3 separate regions of the Mus musculus genome follow, and all the other regions are linked to region 2. Evidence: chromatin contacts called from public HiChIP or PLAC-seq data. All regions are on one chromosome and are shown on one strand. Each heading gives the region's core, a stretch centred on a gene start, on an enhancer-like site or on the middle of the called end of the contact. The rest is flanking DNA. Distances are from core to core; before and after follow the strand shown.

Region 1 (4,989 bases), core at 134-2,633, 390 kb before region 2:
TGGGTGCTCTGGTTTGCTTACAAAGGATCTTAAAGGGCCAGATCCACTACTGTCTACAGCAGTCCAATAATAGACCAGAAATACTTAAGGAACTGGGAGCCAGAATAAACCTCTCATCTTAGTGTTCTTCCAGGGCCTCCCATGACAGTTTTAGGGTCCCCAGTCACACTGCAGGACAGTCCTGGGCTGAGAAGCCGTGAAGTACTAGAATCAGGTCTGCCAGCCTTATATCCAGACCCTGCTTGCCTGTTTTACACCAGGCTCCCCACCATCATCAATGCTCTCTTACAGTGAGCACCAGCCTCAGCCCCAACCCCACTATGATCTGCTGTTCTTCTCTCTGGGTATCTGCTGACCAGGCCATTTATTTCCACAGATGGGGCTTGCCTACCTGTGCTGTATTCTGAACATGTACCTCCATCTCTCATAGGTAAATAGGGCTAGCATCCAGACATCAGTAAAAGCAGGAGTTCACTACAGGGAAAGACGAGTATGTCAAGCCCGCAGAGGACTGTACCTGCTGTGAGGAGCAGATGGAGCCCTGAGTGGATGTGTGCTGTTGACTAGAGCATGCCCACATTAGAGATCCCAGTGCCTCAGACCCACTGAACCATATGGCCCTCCTCTGGTCAGGTTTTGAAGCGAGCAAGGCCTGGTCTGGGAATAGATGATGATAGTGTATATAGAATATCAACCACAGCTTTCTCTTCCTGGATGACTGCAGCCTGAGACTGATCCTCTACAAAGACGCCCACCCCAAGGTGAGCTAAAACATCTCCTTGTTCAACTGTATCTAATGAATTCACTTCCTCATTCAGCTGTCTGCAATAAGCATGCTGAGTTTCTGGGCCTTGGTGTATCTCCATGAGGCCTACCCATTTCCTGATTTTCTATACATCTGTTGTTCCTACATTCCCTGTGGCCCCAGCCAGGTCAGTCCCAATGTTGTGCACCTCCCTCCTCTGTGGGAAACAAGAAGTCACAGTGCTAGAATTTGGACCACAGAATGAATGGAAAACACACAGCAGGACACCTTACATTCTAGGACCAATAGAAGGAAGTGACTCAGACTCTTAGCAAAGAAGGCACCCTGGTGGGCTCATTCATACAGCAGATCAAGCCAGAATCACCTCAGCCACACCAGGAAAGCCAGATACATTATCACAAATGAAAAGAAGCGGTCCAGTAAGTTCTCTACTTCTCTGGGATCAGACCCATTTTCTATGGAGGAATACTGAGGCAGATCAGTGGCACAGTTGACAACGGAGCTTCAAAGAGGTTTGATCTGGAACATCTTTGTGGCCCTGTGGGTGTAAACCATAATTCCCACCGAGGAGCCCCAGGTATCAGGAGTCTGGGTAGGAAGCCCTCAAGGGGATTCCCATAGAGATACTCAGCAGCTCAGTTTGTAGAAATTCACCTCCAGCTAGCACCATCTTGGGGGAGAGAATAGAAGAGTCAGATATTGTAACATGAGAGAGCCTCAGAAACCAGATATCTCACTTTTTTTTTTCCAACCCACATGTGTCTAAAAATGTTTGAAGTCTTTCTTAAAATATATTTGGTCTCCACATCCTCACAAATATCTGAGACACAATAATTAAAAAAAAAAGTGTAACCTACTAAATCCAAGAAAATCATGATTCGAACAATTTGGAATAATCAATGCAAGCAAATACCAAGTGAATGGACTCTTAGAATTATCTACCAAAGTCCTGAAAGTGCTCGTAGAAATGTTTAACTACAAATTCTCTTGGAACCAATGACAAATTTGGGAAGAAAGATGCCATTAAAAGAAACCCAGGGTAAATTTATGGGATTGCAAAAAAAAAAAAAAATCAATAACGGAAATGAGTGGGCTCAATAGTAAAGACAATGACAGAGGTCAGAACTAGCGAACTTGAAGGCAGATCAATGATGCTCACTCAGTCTGGACAGCAGAGGAAATAGACTTCAAAACAAACAAAGAGAGCAGGCCTTTGGGAACCTGTGAGAAAAGAGCGAAATTCAAATGTACTGTCAAGACCTAGCAGAAGAGAGAAAATGAGAGCCTGGAAGAAAATATTGGAAGAAATATTGACTGACCACATCCTAGGCCTGCTGAAAAACACAGACCTGGAGCTGCGGAGATGACTCAGTCAGGACAGTGTCTGCCATGCAAGCATGGGGACCTGGGTTCGATCCCCAGAGCTCACATAAAAATGAAAAGTGGTAGTACATGCGCTTGGACTCCTAGTGCTGAGTGACAGAGACAGGTGGATTGGTGGGGCTCAGTGGCCAGTCACTCTCATCAAGGTTCAGTGAGAGACACAATCTCAAAAAATAAGAGGGGGGGGGGACAACTGAGGAAGACATCAATGTTGACCGCTGACCTTCACACTTATGTGCACGTGCACACGTGTATAATAAGTCCTGACTTACAATGGCTAACATGTAGACACACATACAAACCAACTCCTTTCAAACCTAGAGTTGTGATAACCTGGAAAGACATCACACAAGACATAAACAAAAGAATTTATTCTAAAATATAATATAATATAATAATTTTTTTTTGCAATCTAAAGTCAGAAGAACGATCTTGAAAGCTACTAGACAGATGACCATGTGTGTAAGAAACTATTTTTGAGGAAGACATAATTCTCTAATGCAGCCATGGAGGGCTGTGGGAAGTGGCTCCGTGTTTTCCAGATGCCAACTTAAAAACCCTCAGCCACAAATTCTGGATCTGGGGAGATTATACTTCTGGAAGAAAGAAGAAATAAAAATGTTATCAGACTGAAGAAAACTGAAGTCATTTGCCTCTGGTGAGCTATGTTAGTTCTTCTTCCAATGCTGTGACAAAATACTGGTAAAAGTAATATAAAGAAAAGCTTATTTGGGCTCACAGTTTGAAGGGCATGATCAGTCTACCTTGGTGGAGAAAGCATGGCAACTGACCACATTGTGTCTATGATTTAGAAGCAGAGGGATGGATGCTACAGCTCTGCTCATTTCTGCCTTTCCAGTTATGTGCAGTGCCTCAGCCCACAGAAGAGCCAGCCACAGTTGAGATGTAGCCTCTCATATTATTTCACCTAGTCTAGATGATCCCTCACAGCTTGCCTAGAGACTTTTGACCCAGGTAATTTCAGATACCGTTGAGTTGAAAATATTAACCATCACACATGCCTTTCAAGAGTGACATAAAAGACCTTCAAACAAAAAGAATTACAAAGGAGCAGAACGAACACTGGAAAGGCTAGAGTACAGAACAATAGACACGGCATATTTCTGCTCATGAGTCGTAGGAAGAAAGCTTGATGGCTAAAGCGAAATCACCTGATAACAAAGATAGTGATTCCAGAGGGAAATAAAACTCCATAGAAGCAGAATTGCCATGATTCACCCAAAAGGTTAAAGGCTACCAATGCACATATGGATGATAGATTGATAGATAGATAAATAGATAGATAGATAGATAGATAGATAGATACATACATACATACATACGTACATACGTACATACGTACATACATATATATAGACACATAGACACATAGATACATAGATACATAGATACATAGATACATAGACACATAGGTAGACACATAGATAGACACATAGATACATAGATAGAGACATAGATATATAGGTGGATGGATAGATACATAGATACATAAATGGATAGGTAGATGATAGAGTCAAACACCAACCAGAAAGAAAATTACACAAAGGAATATGAAATATCTCTAGTAACATGATAAATAAACTATGATATTCTAAAATATTTTCAAGAAGCCAGTTCTTCTCAAGGAGCCCATAGGAAGGAGGAAAAGAGAAACAGTAAGAACATCAATAGGAAACTTAAAACATAATAAAATGGAAACCCTTACACTGAACATAGAATTGCTATCTTAAATGTAAATGGGCTGAATACACAAATGAAGCCTCAAAGGTTCATAATTAGAAGCAGAAGGACAGAGACCATACCACTTGATCATGAATCCCAATAAAGCACAAGCCTGAATGCTATTGTTCTGTCAGAGAGACAGGTCGATCCCCACATGTAGAAAGCAGCTCCAAGCAGAGCATGCGAACTGTAAGCTTACAAAACTGTACAAATTTTGGCTAAAAGAAGAAAATACTTGAGACCTTTCATTCCATATCAAGAACACAATTCACAAAAGAAACATAACAGATTTATATCGTCAAATTAAAGATGTTTGCCCAGATGACAGAATCTGGGCTGGAGAGATGGCTCACGTGGTGAAGTGCTTGCCTTGAGATTGAGATTTATATAGAAAGCCAGACAAGGTGGCAAGCATCTGTCATCCCAGTACTAGCAAGATGGAAGGCAGAGACATGTAGAGCCCAGAAACTCATGGGCCAGATAGTCTAGTCTACTTGATATAGATCTAGGTTAATCAGAGACCCTGTCTCGAATAAAAGGGAGTGCCAGGCACCAACACCACAGGTTGTCCTCCAACCTCCACTTATGCACCATGAGTATTCAATTCACACTGGTAACCACAAATTAAGAGAAGGAGGGAGGAAAGGGGGAAGAGAGAGAGATCCACAAAACTGAATGAATGCAGATCACATACCTAACAAAGGACTAAGATTTAGAATATACAATAAGCATTCAAATGTAAATGACAGAAATTTAAACAGCCCCACTACAACATGAGTCAAATGTATCAAGAGGTAAATAAATTTTAGAAATGGAAGACAGATTAGTGATCACCAAGGTAGGTTAAAGAAGAGGAGAGGGTTGTATAGAGAGAGGGATACACACACACACACATACCATTCATATAATCAAGATAATACTCATAGGCATAGGCTAGCCTGACCTACATAATCCTTCATTGAGACATTCTAAATATTTCTAGATTGCGTCAAGTTGTCAGTTAAAACTAAGCAGCATGGGGCTAGAGAGATGGCTCAGTGGTTAAGAGTACTGGATGTTCTTCCAGAGGTCCTGAGTTCAATTCCCAGCAACCACAT
Region 2 (4,869 bases), core at 609-3,108:
AGCCCTGTTGTGTCTGGAGAACACCATTTCCTTAGAGTCAGCCATCCCTTCTGGCTCTTACAATCTTTCTGCTTCCTCTTCTGCATTGCTCCCCATCCCCGGTTTGCTGAAGTCAGCCCCTTTAGGGCTGAGTGTTCCAAAGTCTCTAACCCTCTGCACGTTGTCCAGCTATGAGTAGCTATGAGTATCCATCTAGTGCAAGAAGCCTCTATGATGATGGCAGAATGAGTCCCAGCCTGGAGTGGTCACTGGGGTCCCCAGCAGAAAATGTTTCTGAGGATTGTCAACTGACACAAGGGAACGGTGATGAACTAGCTAGAAAGGGAGGCTAAGAGAGTATCCGCAGAGCAGAGCTAAGCTGGATCCAGGTACAGTTTTTATAACTTCCATTTCTTTAATTTATTACTATTTCATGTGTGTGTGTGATGTGCACATGTGTGTGCGCGAGAACCTGTGTGTTTGCATATGAGAATGCACACACATGTGTACACATGCGCACATATGTGAATACAGAAGCACGGGTGGAGGTCAGAGGACCACCTGAGGCGTTGGTCTTTGCTTTCTACCTTGTCAGAGACAGGGTCTCTAGTTCTTCATCACTACATGCATCTACTAGGCTAGGTGGCCCACAAGCTTCCAGAGAGTTCTGTCTCCACCCCCACATCTCCCCGTAGGCATGCTGGGATTACAGATGTGTTACACACATCCTGAAGGTGGCCATCCAGCCCTCCTGCTTACAAGAGCAAGAACCTTATTATCCACTTAGTAATCTTCTCTGGCCTGTTAGCTTCTATTTCTTGCCTACGACTTTATCTATTTTTACAATGTGTTTCAAGAGAATGTCTAATTGCTTATTGAAGCATTTTTAGGATGGCTACTTGAAAAGCCTTCCAGATAATTCCAACACCTGACTTAACTGTATGTTAGCATCAGCTGAGTTTCTCTTCACGGTCAAGCTGCAACTTTCCCAGTTTGGGAAACTGATGGGTGCTTGTTGTTGTTGTTGCTGCTGCTGCTGCTGTTGTGTCTGAGACCTGTTTTCTATTACATTAAGATGCAGGGCGTGCTGGGAAGTGGTTTTATTTCAGCAGCCAGTCCCCATGAGCCTGAGCAGGCAGGTTCCAGCCTGTATGGTGGGCCGCGGCTCTGTGAGAATCTCATTTCTGGAGGCTTTTCCTGCACTGCTTTTGTCTGTGTGGTTTATCTGGTTCTTCTGGTATTACTGCTGGGGCCTGAGGGCCAAGTGAATCAGCCAGTTCTCCAGGAGGTGGAGGAATGTTCCAGCCAGTTGAGTTGAAGGGACTTCAAGTGTAAGAAACAAACCCCCACTCTCCAACCACGAGCTCAAGAGGCTAGCGAAAGGGAAAACAGTTCATTCAACTCTGAAAAAAAGGGACAGCAGCCTAGAGAAAAGGCAAAATCAGCTTTGAAAGCCCCTTACTGAGAAACCCCTGCCCCTTTTCCCCATGGGCTGGCTTCCCACAGAGTTACAATCTGAGTTCTTTTAGCATACCCAACCCTTCCCCAAGTCCTCATTCTATTGGTTAAGGATGCAAAGCTTTATCTAATGAATGTCCCCGAGGCTTGAGACTGCTCCCTTTAAGAGAGTAGGCTCTTGTCACCTAACAGACTGCCTGCAATTTTCCATCTCTCAGAGTTCTGGAACAATAAGCTTCCAGGCACTTTCGAGGGAAGTGTAAGAGGAGAGAGCCTCCTGCTTATCTGTGTTTCTTTAATGAGTCCTAAGCACACTTCACACTTACAATGGACCGTGCTGATTTGCTTTTTGTACAGGCCGGGCCATTATGTGTGTGTAGGCCTGGGGTGGGGTGCACTTTGGTGATGTCACCCGGTGATAGCAATGTGGAGATAGGGCTTGAACCTCAGGGAAAGGAAATTCCCCAGTCTAGTCTGCTGTCACTGCTCTTACCAGAAGGAAATGCAAGGCTCACCTGGAATTCCCAACAGCTATGCTGACCTATCGTGACAGGAACGCACTTGAAGGTCCATCCGTGGAGGTCAACTTGAGAGCAATACCTAGGGAAATATACCCAGGGAGCACACTCAGAGAGGGGGCACACACCCTGGAGAAGGCCCAGCCCACTTGACCCACCTCCCTTTGCTGTTTTCCCAAGCCCCACGTTTCAGATCAACTTCAGCATCCCTCCTAACTTCTATCAGCCTCCTGTGCTGCCTCTGATGCCAAACAACACTTGGCAAAGGACAACAGACTTAGTCTAAACCCCCTCATCCAGAGTAAGACCACTGCTTTGTCTGTGCCAACCTGTTTCCACCTGCCTAAGAGTCAATCCATTGTGATGGAGAGAAACCCTGACTCAACCTCGCCCAGGGAGCCTCCCCATCCAATAATTGCCGAGGCTTTCTTTTGTGTCTTTAGCTTTTGTTTATGAAAAGTTAAACTGACACAGATGTGGAGCAGGTGGTATCACAATGGGCTTTGCTCTCTCCTGGTCCAGCCCCACCCCCACCCCAACCACAGCCAGAAGCCCATCAGATTTCCCACAGCCCCAGGCCTCAGGAAGATTTGTAGCAAGCTGTAGATGTCGTAGATGTCTATCTCGAAGAGTCATCAGACAACCGCCCACGTCTTTGGACAGTCTGGTGTCTGTTTGCATGGCTCGAGGGCATTTGTGGTCTTTGAAATTTCTAGACTTAGGGAATCTTACAGGACCTTGTGTGATGCAATGGGAAGCAATCTGGCATAGTGAGGCTCTGGACCTGCAAGAGATGTGCACAGGGTACAGGCAGTGGGTCTGAGACTCCAGGGACAACCCAGATTCGACTATCATGGGGATAACTTGGCCCATGTACCTATAGCATCCATCCTGTCTTAACATAGATCTCTGAGTTCTGCATCCCCATTTGGGATACGGTAGCCTATAGGCCCTATCTCGGCACCAAAGACTCCAGGAATGGCCTGGAGTGCCTGCTAGATCCTTCCCTCCCAACCGAGGGACCATGTGCATAATCTTCAAGACTTTCCTCAGTGATGGACTATGTAACTGTAAGCTAAAGTAAAGCCATTCCTCCCTCGGTTGCTTTTAGACCTGGTGTTCTATCGCAGCAATGAGAACCTAAGTAAGGCACTAGGGTTCATACATGCTAGACAAGTATTGAACAGCTGAGCTACCCACAGCTTCCATGATCTGAGTCCAGGACTGTGCTTGGACCCTCTAGCCTAGCTGGGAAGGTGGAAGAAATATACAGAACTCCAGTCAATCAAAAGCTATTCTGGGGCGGGGCCATGCATCCACCTGGAGGCCTCCACGGCATCTGTAGGCCCTTGAGCTCCTATCAGCTTAACCTGAAGCTCTGTAGCCTAACCAGTGAACTCAGTCCCAAGCTCTTACATCCATCAGGGAAGAGGAGATAAAGATGGCCCCACCCACAACACAGCCCAGGACAGCACTGGCCGTGCAGCCTGTAAGGACTAAACACAGCGGCCTGTCTCCTATCAAAGGGCCAGCAATTGTCTCACAAGATACATAGAGCTCTTAGCTGAGTGACTACCTCAGACTGGACAGGTCTAAGCACTCATCCCTATTGCTGAAAGAGAGCCAGCCTACGCCCTGCCACTCGTTTAGGAGCTGGCCTCTTCTTGGTAGCCCCTGCAGGGGAGGCCACTGCTACAAGAATCTGTTAAGCGCTCAGTCCTTTGGCCGGTGGGTGGGCAGTGCTCTGTTTCCTGAGTCTTGTGGGATTATGTACGGTCACCCTACGTGCCTGATACTTTTCTCTTAGACTCAGAGTAGGTTGCCAGCCTTGCCCTCCACTCCAAACTACTATGCACCCCTGGACCATGCCCCTTCATCTGAAATCCTCTCGTTAGGGGAGAACAAGGGACAGAAATGGGTGGTAAGAATGTTGCTACTTGGAGTGCTAGAGAGATCACTTAGTAGACACTTGTCACCCAAGAATGAGGAGGGCCCAAGTTCAATCTTTAGCAATCCCACAAGAAGCCCAGCGTGGTGCATACATTTTTAAATCTGGCCCAGGGTGGAGCTAAGCAGATCCTCCCCTGGTCATCCAGCCTAGCTCCATCAGCAAGCCCCGGGTATGGTAAAAGACAGTGCCTCAAAAAACACAATAGATGTCTTTGGGGGAACAATCCTGCAGCCTGACTTCTGGCTTTCCTGTGCGTGCGCACACATGTGCACATAAGTGTAAATGCACCCCTTCCCACAGCCAAGATCTTGCTGGCAAAGACTCTCTCGGAAACATTGGCCCCTCTCCTTAAATCACCCCCAGAATTCTGCCCTAAGAAAGCACCTCCCACCTAGCTCTGTCCCAGCTGGCATTAGCCTATCAGGAAAGCAACTATTGATGTCAGCAGAGATGAGCAGTTAAAAAGAGTGGATAAGGGAGGGGCTCTGCTATTGTCCAGCTAGGGCAGCTCCCACCACAGGAGAGATACACATGTCACAGGTGAAGGAGGAGTCGAGAGACAAAGGAGGTGAGCTGCTAGCAGCCACTTGGTGGATGGAGACTCATTTGAGAAGCTGAACGCTAACACCCTCACCAGGTTTCATGTGGCATAGGACCAGGGCAGAGGTCGCCTTCATTGCCTATCCAGGCGAGGTACCAATAGAACAAGACCATCTCAGTCTAGATTGTCTCAGCCTGTTGGGGTCAATCCTCCACTGACTCATGGATGCTCCCCAGTGGCATAGATAGCCCCATGCATTTTTCCTAGACCTCCCACTATCCTCTTCCATGACTCCCCCTACCCCAGCTGGGTCAGGGCTCCTTCTGGAAAAAGAAAAGCCATGGCAGGAAGCTGGTAGGAGGCCTCCCACTCTCTCTCTCTTTCTCTCTCTCTCTCTCTCTCTCTCTCTCTCTCTCTCTCTC
Region 3 (4,602 bases), core at 448-2,947, 430 kb before region 2:
AATATGATTGACAGCCGCCAGAATAGCATAGGTAGCCAATGCTAAGACACTCAGTACGGGTCTCCCTGAAAAAGCCCACACCTCTATTCTCCATGCAACTTTACTTTCTAAACTTTTCTTTCTTTTAACTCATGTGCTTAAAATAGATGTTTAAATTTTCTTCTTAATAAATTCAATATGCTTCATATTAGCGTACTCTGAAATTCTTTTCTAAAAATTCACAAATTTTTGGGAAAGCCAAGAATCCAGTTGTGCCTGAGCTAAGGTCCCTAAGAGGTTAAGGGATTCGCCAAGCTGCTGTGGTCAATAAGATGCCTACTCATTCCTGCTGCAGTGACACAAGACGTCTCTGATGGAATTAATATTCACGATCTGACTACGGTAGTGTCTGCCACTTTAGCTTGTGGGTGCTCTTTCTCCCTGTCAGTACTTTATTACGTCAAAGTGAAAGAAAATAAAACTTGAGACCTGTGATTCATGTAATGTATGTCAAATAGCCCAAAGAGTTGTTTGTGACTTTGAAACCTGGGGCTGAGAACATAGCAGAACAGGCCAGGACATGCCCGAGCAGGCCCGTCGTTAAGACATTCCTGAGGCTGCTTGGCCATAAATATAAAGAGAATGCATGCTGGACTGGCCCGGCGCCTCCCTATCTCACGCCCTTCTGACCTAAGTTAAATGTTATCTGCATGTACAGTCTGCTGATGTTTAAATGGACCAATCATGTGAAACCGCACCAATTCTTCCCTGAGCCCCAGCCCCTTTTCTATAAAAACCCCTAGCTTCCAAGCCTCGTGGTCGAATCCATTGTCTCCTGCGTGAGATATGTTTTGACCTGGAGCTCCGCCATTAAACTACCTCATGTTTTTACATCAAGACGGTCTGTTTGTTCATGATTCTTGGGTGCACACCGAATCAGGAATTGAGTGGGGGTTTCCCCACTAGGTTCTTTCAAAAGCAAGTCAGTGCACCCAGTCTTAAGGGAGAGATGGTGTGAATTCAGTAATGCTTCATATCTTTCTTATTTTGGATGGATGTATTTTCTGTGTATGAGTGTTATGCCTGCATGTGTGCCTGGTGCCTGTGAGAGTCAGAGGAAGGTGTTGGGTCCCCTCTGGAATTAGAGTTATGTATGGTTGTGAGACATTTGAGTACTGGAAACAAAACTCAGATCCTCTGCAAGAGCAACAAGTGCTCTTAACCACTGATCTGCCTTTCCAACCCACTTTTGATTCTTTTGGGACAAGCAGGCTGACTCTGAGTTCATTGTGAAGCCAACGATTATCTTGATTTCCTGCCTCTCCTGCCTCTATCTCCTAAGTGCTAGGCCTGTGTGCCATCATGACCAGGTCCATTACCTTTCTTGTTCAAGAAATTCTTTTGTTTCTTTCACAAATTTGGCTGGCTAGTTTTGACTGGCTCATGTCTCAGGTTTCCACTCTCCCACATTATGTACTTTCACACGGAAACAGTTTTATTTTCTGTCTCATATCTGGGAAGCCCAGCATGGGAAAGTTTTCACATATAATCCAGTGGAGCAGTCATAGCCACTGGAATGACCCTATGGCACAGCCACAGTCACAAGAATGACCCTATGGCACAGCCACAGTCACTGGAATGACCCTAAGGCACAGCCACAGTCACTGGAATGACCCTATGGCACAGCCACAGTCACTGGAAACTGCCAGAGTCATGAAGCCAGCACAGCTGTCTGACAAAGGTCCAGCAAAGCTGAGCCGAATGCTGCAATTGCTGTCACTCTGTCTCTCACTTTTTGGTTTTGGTCTCTTGTGTGCTACATCCTTGGGGACTTTCTGCATTATGACCCACTGCATGTCTTTTCCCGAGAAAATTCTGAGTCCTTTTAGGAAAGTCCTAAACTTACTATTCCTTCTGCTTTTAGGGAAATAACTTTATCTGGCCCTGTTTGGAAGTCTCCCTTATGTCCTGGAGACAAGTGATAAGCACAGATAAGCACTAAGCTAGGAATTTCTAAATGAGGTCATGACCCCAGGAATCTTCTTGGGGAATCTGCCACTACACAAACTCAAACAGTATAATTGGAATAGGGTAAACTTACAAGATAGTTGACACACTCTGACTGGCCAGGAGAATTAGTAAGATTTAAGATCTCTTTTTATAAGCTTCAAGCTTTCTGAAACTATAGTCTAAAGCTAGGGACCATACACTCCTGGCATAGAATTCAATAAATAAGATGAACTGACTTTTCCTGCTTTATAGTGTAGATGATAAAAGGATATAAGTAAAAGGTGTTTGATACTCATAAAAGGACTGGTTCGGGTATTTTCTGTTTGGAGTGCTTTAAAACTGCAAATACTGCCAGCCTAAAAGCAGGCTGTCATATAATAAATGTGTTTGTTTTGACAGAGACATTCTTTAGATTCCTTGGATTGAAATTATAGGGCTAATACTTGTACTTTCTAATTGTGACTGACCTTGTAACCCTGGGTATGTAATGAAAACAAAATGATATAATCTGTACTTCTTGAACAATCATTAGTTTGTCTTTGTTCTGTGAGATCTGTATAAATAAAGAAGCAATTGCTAGTCAGCCAGAGCTACAAGATTCTCCTGACCGCTGAGCCTGACTTAATCTTCCCTGGAAGACGCCTTCTCTCCTCTCAGGGCCTCACAGACACCCAGCAATCCTACCATTGGTTTTGAGAACTCATACATGATTTAATGACCTTCATTCAGATTGTGAACTCCAGTTCCTCGGAACTTTACCCCAGAGACCTCCTTAAGGACGATATTTAAAGTTTATTCCTCCCACCCAACCCCAGAGGCAACTTCAGCTTCATTCTGACGATATCCAGGTGTTCTAACAATTCACATCAATGTAGCTTGAGGTTCCTAAGTCTGTAAGACTCATCTGGTGGCTCCTGATCATACATCACGTCAGGCAGCACTCCTCAGTGGAAAATCATTTTGTATTCTGTCATATTTCACCCCTTTCCCACCTCACACCGCCTGCAGCTTCTTTTTCCTGCAAAATCATTACGACCTATCCGTGGATCAAGATGGGTGAGGGACAGGTAAGCAGCATCTGTTTGAAAGAAAGGAAGAATACGATAGAGAAATGAAATCTAGGGAGTCTGTCCAATGGTTGGGACAACAGCAGAGTCTTACTCCCCAACTTCTGAGACCCCTAATCCCCCATGACATTCCGTGTTTCTTTTGTGGTTTTTCTAGGAATTAAAACATACATGTTACATTTTTTTTTTCAGAGTCTCACATTGTGTTGCCACTTTTAAAAAACTTAGATGACTTACAATCAGTAGCATGGATCTCTTCAGCCTTTTTCTCCATTGGCTTATAATTGTTATATAATTTATATTTATACATATCAAAGCTCCCTGGTATTATGATTCTCTGTCTCCACATCATACAGAGAACTTACATAGTTATGCTGTTTGCTCTCTCTCACTCTCTCTCTCTCTCTCTCTCTCTGTGTGTGTGTGTGTGTGTGTGTGTGTGTGTGTGTGTGTGTGTACAGTGTCTTAGGGTTTCATTACTGTTAAGGGACAACATGACCAAGGCAGCTCTTGTAAAAGAAAACATTTCATTGGGGCTGGCTTACAGTTTCAGAGGATCAGTCCATCATCATGATGGCAGGAAGCATTGAAGCATGCAGCCAGACATGATGCTAGAGAAGGATCTGAGAGTTCTACATCTTGATCCGAAGGTAGCCAGAAGGAGACTCTCTTTCACACTGGGTGGAGCCCAAGCATAGGAATTTTCAAAGCTCACCTACACAGTGACACGCTTTCTCCAACAAGGATGCAACTCCTCCAATAAGGCCACATCTCCTAATTGTGCTGTTCCCTGTGACCAAGCATTCAAACACATGAATCTACAGAGGTTACACCTGTTCAAACCACCATGCATGGTACATACTTAGTATGTGCATATTTGCACATATGTGGGTGTGTGTGTGAGGAGGTATGTGCATATTTGTATGCACACATGTGAGGAGGACCAATGCTAATGTCAAGTGTCTATTCTGGTCATTCATTATTTATTGATGAAAAATCTCTCACTGAACTTGGATCTTGCTGATTCTAGATAGTCTAGCTAGCCAACTTGCCTTGGGGATGCCCTCTCTTTGTCTGCCAAATGCAGGGATTACCAGGTAGCTACCATTGTCTACCCAAAACAAGGACTCTAAGGATCCAAACTCCAATCCTCACACTTGCATAGTGAGTGCTTTAACCACGGAGTCATCTTCCTAGGCCCTGATGACTTTCATTAAGTTCTAATTTTTTCTGTTTCCTCAAAGACATTTCTTCAGCATCAATTTTAGAATAGGTCTACTGCTGATGAATCCTTAGTTTTCTTTCAGCCAAGACTGTTTTTGTTTTGCATGGGTTCCTGCTGGGTATCTTCTGGGTTTGTAATTATATTCATTCTTTGGGGACCTTAAACACACCATTCCTGTTTCCATGAGAAGTTTACATTCATATAAATAATAGTTCCTCTGCAGTGTTATGTGGGATTTCTTTATTCTGAAAGCATTAATGATCTTTGATTTTTTTTTTTACCAGCTTGAATGCAATGTGTCTGGGAATAATATTTTTTAAC

Evidence for each region. HiChIP or PLAC-seq counts read pairs in DNA pulled down with a chosen protein or histone mark.
Region 1: a contact with region 2 is called in an H3K27ac HiChIP or PLAC-seq map of trophoblast stem cells, with 11 read pairs. The contact joins two enhancer-like sites. A contact is called at or near these places in 8 of 39 promoter capture datasets (the 3T3-L1 cell line, the C10 cell line, cranial neural crest and 4 more), 1 of 484 Hi-C or Micro-C datasets (cerebellar granule neurons) and 12 of 115 datasets of contacts at active chromatin or transcription factors (T-cell acute lymphoblastic leukemia, embryonic forebrain, embryonic hindbrain and 8 more).
Region 3: a contact with region 2 is called in an H3K27ac HiChIP or PLAC-seq map of trophoblast stem cells, with 11 read pairs. The contact joins two enhancer-like sites. A contact is called at or near these places in 2 of 39 promoter capture datasets (the 3T3-L1 cell line and hippocampal neurons) and 8 of 115 datasets of contacts at active chromatin or transcription factors (embryonic limb bud, embryonic midbrain, extraembryonic endoderm stem cells and 4 more).

Annotation. Positions count from the first base shown.
Region 1 is chr1:35,673,163-35,678,151 of GRCm38.p6, forward strand. No RefSeq gene overlaps it. Among named protein-coding and RNA genes, the nearest start is that of Gm25634, 86 kb to the right of the region's middle. Within about 2 kb of position 1,384, at least 4 of the 459 cell types and tissues checked have an H3K27ac peak or open chromatin away from gene starts, as enhancers often do. A contact at or near this core is called in trophoblast stem cells, where this site is marked.
Region 2 is chr1:36,058,908-36,063,776 of GRCm38.p6, forward strand. Gm39624 (a long non-coding RNA gene) reads right to left here. Exons shown (of 3, transcript XR_865341.2): 2 at 1,953-2,037; 3 at 1-1,352. Among named protein-coding and RNA genes, the nearest start is that of Gm39624, 4.9 kb to the right of the region's middle. Within about 2 kb of position 1,859, at least 60 of the 459 cell types and tissues checked have an H3K27ac peak or open chromatin away from gene starts, as enhancers often do. A contact at or near this core is called in trophoblast stem cells, where this site is marked.
Region 3 is chr1:35,629,089-35,633,690 of GRCm38.p6, forward strand. No RefSeq gene overlaps it. Among named protein-coding and RNA genes, the nearest start is that of Gm25634, 130 kb to the right of the region's middle. Within about 2 kb of position 1,698, at least 10 of the 459 cell types and tissues checked have an H3K27ac peak or open chromatin away from gene starts, as enhancers often do. A contact at or near this core is called in trophoblast stem cells, where this site is marked.